2 separate regions of the Mus musculus genome follow, and region 2 is linked to region 1. A link is a contact called in public HiChIP or PLAC-seq data. All regions are on one chromosome and are shown on one strand. Each heading gives the region's core, a stretch centred on a gene start, on an enhancer-like site or on the middle of the called end of the contact. The rest is flanking DNA. Distances are from core to core; before and after follow the strand shown.

What was found. HiChIP or PLAC-seq counts read pairs in DNA pulled down with a chosen protein or histone mark.
Region 2: an H3K27ac HiChIP or PLAC-seq map of embryonic stem cells shows a contact between it and region 1, with 14 read pairs. The contact joins the enhancer-like site here to the promoter of Renbp in region 1. A contact is called at or near these places in 3 of 39 promoter capture datasets (embryonic stem cells and stem cell-derived epiblast-like cells), 4 of 484 Hi-C or Micro-C datasets (the Ba/F3 cell line, embryonic stem cells and liver), 6 of 115 datasets of contacts at active chromatin or transcription factors (the SCID.adh cell line and embryonic stem cells) and 3 of 9 other capture datasets (adipose tissue, liver and pancreatic islet).

The regions. Positions count from the first base shown.
Region 1 is chrX:73,925,931-73,933,367 of GRCm38.p6, forward strand. It overlaps Renbp (renin binding protein), which reads right to left and starts at 4,920. Exons shown (of 11, transcript NM_023132.3): 1 at 4,784-4,920; 2 at 4,478-4,587; 3 at 4,257-4,332; 4 at 4,075-4,150; 5 at 3,751-3,923; 6 at 3,186-3,410; 7 at 2,349-2,430; 8 at 1,883-2,058; 9 at 286-417. The coding sequence starts at 4,813.
Region 2 is chrX:73,995,925-74,003,361 of GRCm38.p6, forward strand. No RefSeq gene overlaps it. Among named protein-coding and RNA genes, the nearest start is that of Mir5132, 24 kb to the right of the region's middle. Within about 2 kb of position 3,502, at least 184 of the 459 cell types and tissues checked have an H3K27ac peak or open chromatin away from gene starts, as enhancers often do. A contact at or near this core is called in the SCID.adh cell line, adipose tissue, embryonic stem cells and 2 more, where this site is marked.

The sequences.
Region 1 (7,437 bases), core at 3,670-6,169:
TCTGTATCATTTGGCATCTGCTTTGTTTTCCACAGCTCATTGGTCTCTGTTTGCTTGTTTACTCGATTAGAATCTGATCATCCAGAAAGGTGTATTCCTTGAGGCAGAGCTTCTTGGTTCACCAAACAAAAGACAGTCTTGGGACTCTCAGAGCAGCTGAGAGCAACATCTAGTGAATGGGCTAGAAGAAGCTGAGGGAAAGCCTCCTGGACCCCCTTACACACAGCCCCTGTTTCTCCCTCTCCTGCTGCCTGGGCTTCCAGGGGACAAGGAGAGAGCACTTACCTGGCGGAAGGTGTACTCAGCCACCTTGTAGAAGAGATGCAGCAAGGCAGGGTCCCCACTGTCACTATAACCCATGAGGAAGGCAATCATGGCTTCACTGTGTGGCCACCACAGCTTCATGTTCCATTCCAGCTGAGAACAGAGCAGAGATGGGCAGCTCAGGTCCCTGAAGGCCCTAGGAAGACACTTAACATCCTCTGTTCTGATTCAGTCTGTCTGGCTTAGGACTTGGTGTTGTTTAATCATGGGGGAGACATGGGGGATAGAGTTTGAATAGTCCTTAAAAGTAGGGCTAGCCTGGGGCTAAAGAGATGGCTCAGTGGTTAAGACCAGTGGCTGCTCTTCCAGAGGTCCTGAGTTCATTTCCCAGCAACCACATGGTGGCTCACAACCATCCGTAATGGGATCTGATGCCCTTTTCTGGCATATCTAAAGAGCAATGGTAGCTGAGCGGTGGTAGTGCACGCCTTTGATCCCAGCACTTGGGAGGCAGAGGCAGGCGGATTTCTGAGTTCGAGGCCAGCCTGGTCTACAGAGTGAGTTCCAGGACAGCCAGGGCTACACAGAGAAACCCTGTCTCGAAAAACAAAACAAAGGGGGGGGCTGGTGAGATGGCTCAACGGGTAAAAGCACTGACTGCTCTTCCGAAGGTCATGAGTTCAAATCCCAGCAACCACATGGTGGCTCACAACCACCTGTAACAAGATCTGATGCCCTCTTCTGGTGTGTCTGAAGACAGCCACAGTGTACTTACATATAATAAATAAATAAATCTTTAAAAAAAGAGAGAGAGCGCGCAATGGTATATTCATATACATAAATAAATTAATTAAAAAAAAAAGAGTAGGGCTAGCCTTCTGACCTGTATGTACCCTAAGCAGCTCCTTAAAAGGAGACAAGTACTAGGGAAGACTTTAGTCTTTGAATTAGAATGCTGTCTGCCTTGTCACACTGTCTTTTGGCCTTTTGGACACTGCTGCTACCCATGTTGTACAATATCCTCTGCAGATCTCCAGAAGGATCAGAAAACAATCAGAGGAACAATTCCACCCCTGCCTGCCACCAAGTGAGAATCACCCAAGAGCCCTTTGAGCTGCTGGCACCAGACAGAGGGACATGTGTCTTGGCATCAGCATTTGCACAAATTCTCTTCTCTAATGGATTTCCCAGGATATAAGATGGAGAGACTTTGGCTCTAGGTTCAAATTTTTGTTGTTGCTGCTACTGTTTTTTGTTTTGTTTTGTTTTTTTTTTTTTGGTTTTTCGAGACAGGGTTTCTCTGTGTAGCCCTGGCTGTCCTGGAACTCACTCTGTAGACCAGGCTGGCCTCGAACTCAGAAATCCGCCTGCCTCTGCCTCCCAAGTGCTGGGATCAAAGGCGTGCGCCACCACGCCCGGCTGCTGCTACTGTTTTTGACACAGGATCTCCTATGTAGATCTGACTGTCCCAGAACTCATTTTGTAGACCAGGTTAGCCTAAAATTCACAGAGATCCGCTTGCCTCTGCCTCCCAAGTACTAGGATTAAAGGCATGCACAATCATACCCAGCTCCTACTATATAATAGGCTTCTTGCAAGCTATTCTGGGCACTCCCACCTGGGTAGGGCAGAGACCATCCGCATCCTGGAAGTAGAAGAGGCCTCCATGTTCAGGGTCCCATCCAGAGTGGAAAGGCAATAAGAGAAACTTGTCAATGATGTGCATTCGAAGTTTGGGGTCACCTTTCCTGAGGGCATACTGGAGCAGAAACCAGCCAGCTTCCAGTGTGTGGCCTAGTCAGAGTTGGAGGAAAGTAAGGCAAGGATCAGGTTTCCCACTTCAAGGCATCTGAGGGCTGGAGCTCCTGGCACCTCCCTTCCTTATCAAGGGTGAGAGATGCTTGAACTCTGTCACAAGATACCCTGCCTTTCCGCCTGGACTCCATGCCCACTCCTGGGCAGTCTGTCCCCGCCCATTGCCTGCTCCTTGGTGGAGGGAGGAGGGCTACCCCTCCCATATTATACCCCAAACTCAATGATGAGGTTTTTTTTTTTTTCCTAACAGGCATAGCACATGCCTTCACCTGGGTTCTGATGTCTTCCAAGGCAACCAGGAAGCTCTTTTCCATCCTCTGATACATTCTCCAGTACAACTTGTCCATCCCTCTGCCAGGAAAAGGACAAGAGACAAATGTTTCCAGTTCAGGTCACCCAATCAGAAAGATCTAACTTTGGAGCCGGGCGGGGTGGCGCACGCCTTTGATCCCAGCACTCGGGAGGCAGAGGCAGGTGGATTTCTGAGTTTGAGGCCAGCCTGGCCTACAGAGTGAGTTCCAGGACAGCCAGGGCTACACAGAGAAACCCTGTCTCAAAAAAACCAAAAAAAAAAAAAAAAAAAAAAAAAAAGAAGAAGAAGAAAGATCTAACTTCGAAAATCCCTTCCTCTGCCCTTGGTACCAGCCATATACCTACTCAATAGGTCTAAAGGGGCATTTTTGGTTGTATGTTTTGACATAGTCTTGGTAGCCCAGGCTGGTCTCAAACTATACAAGCAAGGCTGACCTTGAACTCTAAATTCTCCTGTTTCCACCTCCAGAGTTCTGGAATTACAGATATGTGTACCACGCCCTGCTCCAGAACATTTTTGGAATGGCTGATTGTCTCCCATGAACCCAGTAGGTTCTGATCCTTCTTGCTTAGGTCTGGGTCTCTCAAGTGAAGAGGGTAAAACCCTGAATGAGGAGACAGGCAAGACTGAGTTTGATGCCACAGAGGCATCAAAGGGAAGAACATAGATCAAGACCTCCTTTCCATAGCTCAGAATGTGTCTGTTGCTCTGGCCTCTTCTGTCTTAGGACACACCCATTTCCGCCCTCAGCAAGCTGGGCTCCACCTTCCTGAGGACCCTGGGTTGTGCCTACCTGGACATGCTGAAGAATCCTGTGGACACACCAGTCCCCTAGTTCTGCATACATGTTGGTCAGCTCCTCATCTTCTTCTCCAAGCTGCTCCACCAGGCTGAGCAGCATCATGGGCACTGCCATGGGCTCTGTGGCCAGTGCCCCTGAGAGCTGAGGCCGGCCCAACCCAGCCGGGTCCTCCCGTACCCAGTGGATGATCTGATCCATCATCTCTATGGCTTCACTCTGTGAGGAGACCAGAGAGGCTGCCCTGTCCCAGCACATACTTCTTCCCCCAAGGACTCAGGGCTCAGCTTCTTCTCCCAATACTATTTTCGGGGACTCTGGGATTCAGGTCACTCTCAGGCAGAAGGGCCCAGTGAAGAAAGCGAAAACCTTTTCTACCTGGACACAGGGCACTGTTTGCCCAGGGTCCCTTTAGGGTTAGGGTTAGAGAGCGCTGAGGAAACATGTGGTCACAAAATGGTAGGAAACGAGTAAATGGGTCTTGTGGCAGGTTCCCAGGCCTGTCATTAGAGTACACTCATGTCCAACAGCCTGTGATCCCCTACAGGCTCCTACATACCTGATAACGCACTTCCCCCGTTACTTTCCACAGTTCATTCATGGCCATGGTGTAGAAGCACTCGCTGAAAATGGTCCGCTGCACCTTCACTGGCCGGCCATCCCGAGTCAGCACAAAAGCACATTTCTTGCCAGGTGGTGCCACCCGGGCATAACGCAGCAAAAATTCACCACCTGGTGGTTGGAAAGTATGCATGGTAGGTAAGGACTCTGAATATACTGCCTCTTGGAACCTGCCAGTCCCTTTCCTCTTCTAGAGCCCTTTAGATACATTGAATACATAACCCACTGAAGCCCCTGGGGAGATAGGGCTAGGAGAGGGGACCTGCTCTTGCTGCATCCAGAAGCTCAACACGGCGGAAGCGCTCAAAACTGCGGTATAAGCGACAATACATCCATACCTGTGAGGGAACACAGTTTAGAGAGGAGTAGCTGGGGTGGAGGGAATCCTAAGTATCCCTGGGTATACCCTATTGTTGTGTGAACACCTTAAGTGTGCAAACTGACCTGCCTCCCCTGCAGCCAAACATATTTGAGGTGATCATATACCTTCCCATCACGGCCAAGACATGTGAAGAAGCCCCTGTGAGACAAGTGTTGTCAGAAAGTGAAGGAAAGAGCCGTTCTCCATAGCTTCACTACTCTCCTCAGGTCAGTAGATCTGTGTGTCACCTCCAAGTGAGATAGGGGGAGGGGGGCCCTAGGAGGATCATGGCAGGATAGCTAACCCGTGTTCCTGGTCATGGGAATGCTCCATCCAGAAAGCGATCACACGATCAAGCTCTTGTTCCACACGCTTCTTCCAGACCTGCAGTGTCTCCCGTTCCTTCTCCATGTCCTGTGAAGTGAATCAGGGCAGAGCAGGGAAGCACAGCTCTTCCTTCACAGGGACTTCCTGAACCAACTCGAGTAGGCCCCAGAGCTACTTGATTCCACCCCACCACCACAGGGCCTCGAGCCAAGGATACAGTACTCCCACCTCTTCAATGGGCTTCTGACCCCACCATTAGTTGGAACCATCCACTACCACATACCTGTAACATTAGGAGTCCTAGGTCCATCATCTGCTTTCCTCCAGGAATTCAGACTTGGTCGCGATCCCGTGACTATCACTCAGCTGACCGAGCAGTGTCCCACCCACCTGATCCTCTTCAGAGTTCCGAAGGGCCCCGAGTTGGGGGCGGGACGAAGGGCGGGGTTTCAAACCCCGCCTTCTGCTCTTCTAGGCCTGGACTGAGCAGTCAAGCTCTAGATCCCCCTGGTGGGAACTGGGTGAGGAAGTCTGGCCTTATGAGGAGGGAGTAGGTAGGAGACTGAATCTGGGCCTGGCAGCTGAGGCTGGTGATCTCAACAGATTGTGAAGTTAGGGTGCCCCTGGAATGACTGAATCCTGAGACCCTGTGACCCCATATTGTCGGCAAGCCCTTTCCTTTAGCTTCAGCTGTCTGAGTCCAGTAATTTACAACCATTAGCCCTGGTTGCCAGTTGCTGGATACTTCACCCCCAAGGATGATTCTGGAAAAACAGGTGATAACCATGCAGAGTAGAGTGGGCATCCTCCAGCTCTCTGGCCCTTCCTCCTAGGTACACAGTATAGGTTGGCTCTGTGACAGGCTGGTTAATCTGTTCCCCATTCTTGCTACCCACTGGGCACCCTCATTGCTCAGCAGAATTCTGTGGAGTGAGAATTTCAACCAGAATGCCAGAGGTACTTGTTCTGATTTTCTTTTGTCTTTTTTTTAAAACATTTTTTAAGATTTATTTATTATTTATTATATGTAAGTACACTGTAGCTGTCTTCAGACACTCCAGAAGAGGGCGTCAGATCTCATTACGGATGGTTGTGAGCCACCATGTGGTTGCTGGGATTTGAACTTCGGACCTTCAGAAGAGCAGTCTGGTGCTCTTACCCACTGAGCCATCTCACCAGCCCTTCTTTTGTCTTTTTTTATTTGTTTGTTTGTTTTTTCGAGACAGGGTTTCTCTGTGTAGCCCTGGCTGTCCTGGAACTCACTCTGGGGACCAGGCTGGCCTCGAACTCAGAAATCTGCCTGCCTCTGCCTCCCAAGTGCTGGGATTAAAGGCGTGAGCCACCACTGCCTGCATTTTCTTTTGTCATTTTATTTTATGTTTCAGTGTTTTGTTGTTGTTGTTGGTGGTGGTGGTTTATTTTTTGTTTGCTTTTGCTTTTGCCTCTATGTATGTCTGTGCACCACATGCATGCAGTATCCTTAGAGGCCAAAAGAGGGTATTGGATCCTCTGGACCTGGACTTACAGCTGGTTGTGAGTCTCCACGTGGGTTCTGGAAATGGAACCTGGGGCCTCTGGAAGAACAGACAGTGCACTTAACTGCTGAGTCATCACTCCAGTTCCTTGAACATGTTCTTAATGATGGACTGCAACCCAGGAGTGTAAAGTAACTAGACTTCCTGACTCATCAATGCTGCTTTGGGAGTTGGTCAGTAAAAAGAATTCAGTTTCTAGATATGGTTATGTTCTTGTGCTACCTGCCCCTTCCCAGCTGTGTGTTGACTCATTTCGCAATGACTGCTACTTTCCAGGTTATGGCTACTGGGTGGCTCTGCAGGTTGTAGAATGGCTCTTTCATCCTGAAACACTTCATCTTTATGGTGTTTAGGAATAAGCCTGATCTCAGTGTCTGTTAAGTATCTGCTGAAGCTGCTCTGTTCATCTTTACCCTTAGCCTAGGTCATGCCCAGGGACCTTGGCTCTGTATCCAGGAAAGCTTGCATGCTGTTATTTAAGCTGTATTTATCCATCTTCATTGTCTCCCAGCTTCTCTTACACACATATCATCCCTTTCAAGCTCAGCCAAGTTAAGAGCATTGGTATGATAGAATGGGTGGTTCCCTGGCCCTGAGTCTCATGGGAATAGGGTGATGCAAAGCTATGATGCCTTTCTCCCCAGGAGCTCAGTTTGCTAGTTTGTTTGCAATAGGGTCTCATGTATCACAGGATACCTTGAACTCTATTAACCAAGAATGGTTTTGAACTCCTGCTCCTTTGCGTTCACCTCTCAGGGCTGGGACTACAAGTGTGTTGCATCACATCCAGCTTCAAGCTGCACCAAAGCACTTCTGATATATTCCTTTAAAATATTTTTAATTATATTAATTATATGCATGTACGCATGTGTCTGTGTGGGTGGGTTGTCCATGGAGGCCAGAGGCATTGAATCCTCCTGGAGCTGCTCAATGAAGAAGCTTGAGGACTGAACTCTGGTCCTTTGCAAGAGCAGTATACTCTTTACTTGCCCATCCTTCTAGCCCTCTATATTGCCTGCCTTCCAGAGTGGGATGAGAAGGTGAGCACAGGGAAGAAGGGTAGCTCCATAGGTAACAGCTACAGGAGTAGGGTGGGAAAAAGAACCCTTGCATTTCTCCCAGGCTAAATGTCCACATGTCTTAGCAAATCTGCACAGGACAACTTACCTCTGCTGACCCATGTCCTCCTATCCCTGGACATTGTTCTCAAACCTCCTATCTGAAGGACAGTGTATTGCTCCTCTTCCTGGGCCTGTGGCAAGCTTTTAGTGAGAATTCTGGAATTTACTTTAAAACCACATGACTATTATAAGAATGTGCTTTTGTTTTAATCCCAGGTATAGGGATATGGGGCTGCTGTAGACTTGTTTGTAGCAGCTCACCATGATTTTGCCCCATGCTG
Region 2 (7,437 bases), core at 2,252-4,751, 69 kb after region 1:
GAAAAAGCAAACAGACTAAAAAAGGTGACTGTTCTTTGGGCTGTGCCTGGACCCTGTAGAAGCCCTTAACAGGTGTGTGTTTTGTTTTGGCTTTTGCTGTATTCTGTTTTTCCTCTGCTTTTTCCTGTGCTTCTCTCCACACTGAGTCTGGCTTGATTGACTAGGCTGGTGTCTAATTTGGACTCAAATCATCTGCCTGCTTCAGCCTCCTCGGTTGCTGCGACTATAGGCAGGCACCTCTATGCCAGGCTTGTAAAGATTCTCATGACTTGAAGTTTCCTTTTTTGTTTTTTTGTTGTTGTTGTTGTTGTTTTCGAGACAGGGTTTCTCTGTGTAGCCCTGGCTGTCCTGGAACTCACTCTGTAGACCAGGCTGGCCTTGAACTCAGAAATCTGCCTGCTTCTGCCTTCTGAGTGCTGGGATTAAAGGCATGTGCCACCACGTCTGGCTTCCTATTTTTCATAGAAAGCTATTTAGTTAATGCAGGATTTCAAATGTATTGGTATAAAGTTACACAGTATTTAGGTTTCTTTTGTTTTCTTTTTGGTGAGGCATGTCTAATATAGTTGAGGCTAGTCTTGAACTCCTACATCCCAAATGCTGGATTACAGGCATTCACTGGCATAGATGGCTAGCATTTAATACTTTCATTTAAAAATTGTTGTGAGGGGGCTGGAGAGATGGCTTGGCGGTTAAGAGCACTGGCTACTCTTCCGGAGGTCCTGAGTTCAATTCCCAGCAACCACACGGCGGCTCTTGGCCATCCATAATGGAATACCCTCTTCTGGTGTGTCTGAAGACAGCTACAGTGTACTCATATAAATAAAATAAATCTTTAAAAAAAATTGTTGTGAGCCACCATGTGGGTGTTGAGAGCTGAACCAAGGTCTTCTGTAAGAACAGTAAATGTTCTTATGATCGTTTTAAAAGCCATTCATGTTTTCTAAGGGTCAGGAGTGTTGCTTAGTGTCAGAGCATACAGTTAGCATGTATAGAATCCAGGGTTCAATCTTCAGCACTGTGATGGTTTGTATATCCTTGGACCAGGGAGTGGCACCATCTGAAGGTGTGGCCTTGTTGGAATGGGTGTGACCTGGTTGGAATGGGTGTGTCACTGTGGGTGTGGGCATAAGATCCTCACCCTAGTTACCTGGAAGTCAGTCTTCTACTAGCAGCCTTTGGATGAAGACATAGAACTCTCAGCTCCTCCTGTGCCATGCCTGCCTGGATACTGCCATGCTCCCTCCTTGATGATAATGGACTGAACCTCTGAACCTGTAAGCCAGCCCCAATTAAATGTTGGTTTTTATAAGACTTGCCTTGGTCATGGTGTCTGTTCATGGCAGTAAAACCCTAACTAAGACAAGCACCAAAAAGTCAAACATATTTTCTGCAGAAGAGCATCAGGCTTACAGATACACATAGAGAAATATATCTAACAGAGGGCTACACATTCTTTTCAAACATACATGAAATAGGAAAATATCATGTAGTAGACCACAAAGAAAAGGCCAGTAAATTATAAGAAGTGGAAATTTGATAGCATTCCTGATGGAAATACAAAGAAAACAGATTAGCCAAGAGGAGATAATAAATAACTCCCTGGAAAACCTCCTAATGAAAATGGAAAATCTCCCTTGTAAATGAATCTCTGCAGGCACTAGTCATGAATGTGGTGCATAGACATACACATGAAATAAAAATTAATTAATCAAAAATAAGGAAATAAAACAATCATGAAGTACAGAAAAGCTTTTAAAAGTCAGATATGCAGGTCAGAGCTGTTAGACATTAGTTTTTATGTAGAAAATATCAAAGACATGTTACCAATGAGAAGAGAATATTTCAACATACATTCATAGACCAGGATTATGGACCTGAAAATATAGAAAAAACTAGACCCACCATGAAGAAGAAAGTACATACTAAAGAAAATCAGACTAAAGATTAAGTATGCAATAAAAGGCCAGTGAAGACAATGAAAGGGACCTGGGTGTAATTTTAATTATTTTAAATCTATTTTTAATGATGGTTCTTAAATGTTTTAACATCTTTTAGCCCACCATCTACCAGAGGTAGTGGCAAAGAAAGGATATGGGGCAAGTGGACCTGTTTAGAAAGGTTCTTTGGAGCAACTCCCATTTGTGTTGTCTGGAAATCGGCAGTTTCGTTTAGAGGTCAGCAGTGGCAGCTCCGTCTACTCACAAACACTTCATGGGTACACCAGCAGTCCAGGTCCATAGAGTCAGGACAGCAGACAGGAATCAGCAGCAGTGGCACTACCAACAGAGACAGCCAGGCCTCTGCCTAGGCACAAGTCAGTAGGAAGGAGGGACTAAGAAGGACACCAAGAGAAGTTCTAGGTTGTGACTCTCTCATTCTGCCAATCATCCTGAGTCCTTGGAAGCTGCAAGAAACTGTAGCAACATCACCAGAAGGTTTTTGGTGCATTTCTCTCTATGGAGTCCCAACAAATGCAGCTCAACTACATAATGAAAGGTGGACCAATACATGTGTGTCATTAGCAAAGAATCCTTCATCACGTGCTTGCGTTAGCAGAACATACTTCCTCCTGTCTGCTTCAGCTAAAAGTTCCTTCATGAGTCTGCCTTAGCCTTTCACCTGTGTCCACTTTAAGGAAACATTCCTTCATGTGTTTGCCCCAGCAAAACACCACCTAACATAACTGACTTTCCAAGGAACCATTAAGTTTCCACCTCACCTGGGAATGTAGCTCAATTCAGAAAGTGCTGCACAAGGCCCTGGGTTCGAACCTCAGTCTGCACAAACCAGGTGTGGTAGCACAAAGCACTCTCAAGGATGCAGGAGAATCAGAACTTCAAAGCCACCCTCAGCTTCATAGGAAGCTAGAGGCCAGCCTGAGTAACAAGAAAACGTTATCTCAAGACAACAATCAAAAAGGCAAATTCCACAAGGAAACCTGCTGATTTTTTTTATTTTCGAGGCAGGATTTCTCTGTATAGCCCGAGCTGTCCTGGAATTCCCTCTGTAAACCACCAGTTTGGCCTCAAACTCACAGGGATCCATCTGCCTCTGCCCCCAGAGAGTTGGGATTAAAGGAATGTTACTATGCCCACTTACACCTAATTGTAAGCTGATTAAAAGAGAAGGAGTGGAAGAAGGAAAGGGAGGGAAGAAGAGAGAAGTAGGGAGGGAGAAAGGGGAAGGGGGAGGGGGCAGGGAGAGGGAATGCCCAACCCCCTGACAACATGTAAATAAGTAACAACAATGGGTTTTTTCACTTTCTAGATTTGCAAAGGTGATCCTTTTGCTAATGTCTAATGCTTTAGAGGCCACTATGGCTACATCTATTAAGAGTCAGCATTCTCTTTTCTAAACATATACTTGTTCTAGACAATAAAAGAAAGCAGGCAACATGGTAGCAACATGGGAGCTGCTTCTGACCCAAGCTGGCTTCACTGCTGCTGTCTTGCTGTCTTGCTCAATGGTTGCCTTAGAAACAAGCTGGGGAGAGGGGGAGTCATTTATCTCCAGCAGCCATTAAAGCAGTGACTCAGCAGAAAACCGAACCCAAGAGAGAGACTTCCAGTCGCTGCTTTTGCCTGACTTTAATTCTCTCTGAGAAAAACAACAGTGAGGGCATATTTCCAGTGTGACAGCTGCAGTCTTGACGATATGATTTTTTAAAATGAATAAAGGCGGTAGAAAGATGCAATCCTTCTCTTCTGGTTTCTAAGTGAGCAGAGTAGCTTCCCCTAACCCTGCCCCCATAGATTAACAGTCCCTTTCACGTCCAGATTGTCTTTATCTCTACTTAATATGCAATCTCTACTGACTACAGCTTCATTCTAGACCCTCCTGCTGACAGTGTAAAACAAGCTTTCTTTTACAAAGGTTTGCTCAAGACAGTTTTAGCAACTGGCGTTCTATAGACCACAGCATGGCTCTCGTAGATTTTTAGAAAAGAGAAGGAATAATAATAAATAATAATAATAATAATAAATGGGCCGGGTGTGGTGGCGCACGCCTTTAATCCCAGCACTCGGGAGGCAGAGGCAGGTGGATTTCTGAGTTCGAGGCCAGCCTGGCCTACAAAGTGAGTTCCAGGACAGCCAGGGCTAAACAGAGAAACCCTGTCTTGAAAAACCTAAAAAAAAAAAAAAGAAAAAAAAAGAAAAACTACTAAAGGAAACATTACTAAAACATTACTGGTCCTGTTGCTGAGTTATCAGTCATATTTAAACTCAGAAAGCCAGGTGAGGTGATGCCTACATTTAGGAAGCAGAGGCAGGCAGGAGGATCAATATTTGAGGCCAGCTTTGGCCAACCTTGTCTCAAACAAACAACCAAACCTAAACCCTAGGAATAAACAATTCAACTGAAAAACTAAGGGCCAAACATTGGGTTTGATCCGATGTTGTTCTGCTTTGACTGGGGCCAGACCTGACTAGAAGGAGGGTAAACCAAAGGGAGTTTAACATCTGAGATGGGAAGGTCAAAGATTAGTTTTGGCAAGTGATCCTTTGTAGTGAGAATTCTGGAATTTTGGTTTCTTTAAAAAACCACAGAAATAGAATGTGTGTTTGTTTTAATCCCAGGTGTGGAATATGGGGCTACTTTGGACTGTCTGCAGTGGCTATGATATGCCTCATGCTCTAGCAGGGGCATGGTTTTGCCAGCTGCAGATAGTTTCTGTGATTGTGTGACATTTGGAATTCTGGGAATTTTTCAGAGGGTATATAAATGCTAGAGGCCCATAGGCAGAGTTGGTGGTTGGTGGTCATTTGGTGGGGGTTGGTGGGGGTTGGTTGAAACAAAAGGAAAGAAAATAGATTCAGAGATCTCTCCCCGCTCCTCTATTCTTCTTTCTCTCCTACCTAGTGGTAGGGGGTGAAATAGGGGGAGATAAAGGGTGGGAAAAAGAAGAACCCACAAAGTACCAAAGGCCAGCTACAGTGGAGGCTGACCTTGAACTCCTGATCTTTCTGCCTCAGCCTCTGGAGTGCCAGGATTATGAGCATACACCACCACATGTTTGCTTTCTTTTTTAAAGGGTATTTTACTGGGTCTAGAAATCTAGGTTGGCCGTTTTTCAGCACATTTAAAGATGTCTATTACCTTCCATTGTTTGTCTTGAAACATTATATTCTTTCCTTCCAGGTACTTTAAATAGTTCCTTGTCTTTAAGTAGTTAAACTGTGATGTGACTAAGTGTGATTCTCAGACTTATTTTGCTTAGTGGTTGTAATCTGTGGTTTTGATATGTTTGGGGAAATTCTCAACTAGTGCCTCTGCAAATACCGTTTTTATCTTTTCCTTTTGCCGTTGGAGGAATAAGCACCTTATGTCTTATTCATATTGTTATCCAGTGCCTGCAGTTCAAGAGAGAATATCCTGGCCAGGCTTGGTGACACTCACTTGTAATTCAAGCTCTCGAGAGGTGAAGGATCAGGAAGGAGTTCAAGGTTATCCTTGGCTACAAAATAAGTCTGAGGGTATCCTGAACTTCATGAGACCTTGTTTTGAAACAAAACAACAAAAAGCCCAGTGCCCTGCCAGAAAGAGCACTCCCTAGCTCATACCCAGGAAGTTGAGCCAGAATTGTTGGAGTTCAAGGTCAGCCTGGGGTACAAAGCAGACTCCTATGTCAACACCCTTCTCATACACACTAAAGGAAAGAAAAACAATAGCCTGTAGTTATATTAATGCCAGATAAAGCCAACTTCTGAAGGGACATTACCAAGGACAGAGGGGTAGTTTATAACAATAAAAAGATAAATTAAGAATACGTGTGTTCTGTGGCTGGAGAGATGGCTCAGTGGTTAAGAACACTGACTGCTCTTCCAGAGGTCCTGATGTCAATTCTCAGCAACCACATGGTGACTCACAACCGTCTGTAATGGGATCCGATGCCCTCTTCTGGGGTGTCTGAAGATAGCTACCTTGTATTTACATTAAATGAATAAATAAATAACTAAATTTTTTTAAAAAAAAAGAATAAATGTATTCAATGAAAGAGCTTCAAAATTCCTGCAACACAAATCTAGCAGAGTGGAAAGAAAGAAATGTGAATCCACAGTTACAGGTGAACACTGCAAAAACTTTCTCAGGCGGGGCGTGGTAGTCCATGCCTTTAATCCCAGCACTTGGGAGACAGAGGCAGGCGGATTTCTGAGTTGGAGGCCAGCCTGAGTTCCAGGACAGCCAGGGCTATACAGAGAAACCCTGTCTTGAAAAAAAAAAAACAAAAAAAAAAAAAAAGAAAAAAGAAAAAAAAGAAAAAAAAGGAAAAAAAAACCTTTCTCAGTTTGTAAGACAGAATGGGGAGATGGATAATTATTGAGGACATTGAGAGTTGTATTGCTCTAAGAAGTACTTTGAAGGACTCAACACAGAGCATGCTCCTCAACTACAGAATAGGGACTCATCAAACACACAGGGCACCTTGCAAAGCTGACCATATGCTATGTCTTAAAACAAGTTTCAATTAAATTAATTGTGACTACAATGGAATCACATGAAAAACCAACAGCAAGAAGATAATGGTATCCTTCTGTATTTATAGTATTCTATCAATGGATCCAATTAACCAACATTTCTTTTGAAGCTTAATGATAATTTTATAATATAATTGTATTAGAGTTTAAAAGAAATTTTTCAGGCTGGAGAGATGGCTCAGCAGTTAAGAGCACTGACTGCTCTTCCAAAGGTCCTGAGTTCAATTCCCAGCAACCACATGGTGGCTCATAACCATCTGTAAAGAGATCTGATGCCCTCTTCTGGAGTGTCTAAAGACAGCTACAATGTACTTACATATAATAAATAAATAAATCTTAAAAAAAAAGAAAAATTTCAGAGCAGGCAAGATATACATTTCAGCAGGTCCCCATAGAATGGAAAAGAAAAGGAAAACAGGTATTCCAGTTGAGTTAAGCTAGCTTGGAAATCAAGTACATGGTGGACAGATAGGCACATGGCCAGGAGGGGAAATTCAGAGAAAAAGTAAGTAAGCCCAAAGTATCAGAAAAAGCATCCTATAAAACACTCTTTTTTTTTTTTTTTTTTTTCCCGAGACAGGGCTTCTCTGTGTAGCCCTGCCTGTCCTGGAACTCACTCTGTAGACCAGGATGGCCTCGAACTCAGAAATCTGCCTGCCTCTGCCTCCCAAGTGCTGGGATTAAAGGCGTATGCCGCCACTGCCCGGCTGACAATATCTTTTAAACCTCATTTATACTATGTTTTCCTTCTTGCTATTATTCTCTAAATAATACAATGTAAATAGTATTTTCATAGCATTTACATTGTATTCGGTATCATAAGCAATTTAAAGATGCATCAACTGTAAAGGAGCGCTGCTAAGTTACTCACACTCCAGAGAACAGAACAACCCTCACCAGTGCTCATACAGGTAACCTCCATTAAACCCAGTAGGGTATAAAAAGCCACAAAACAAGT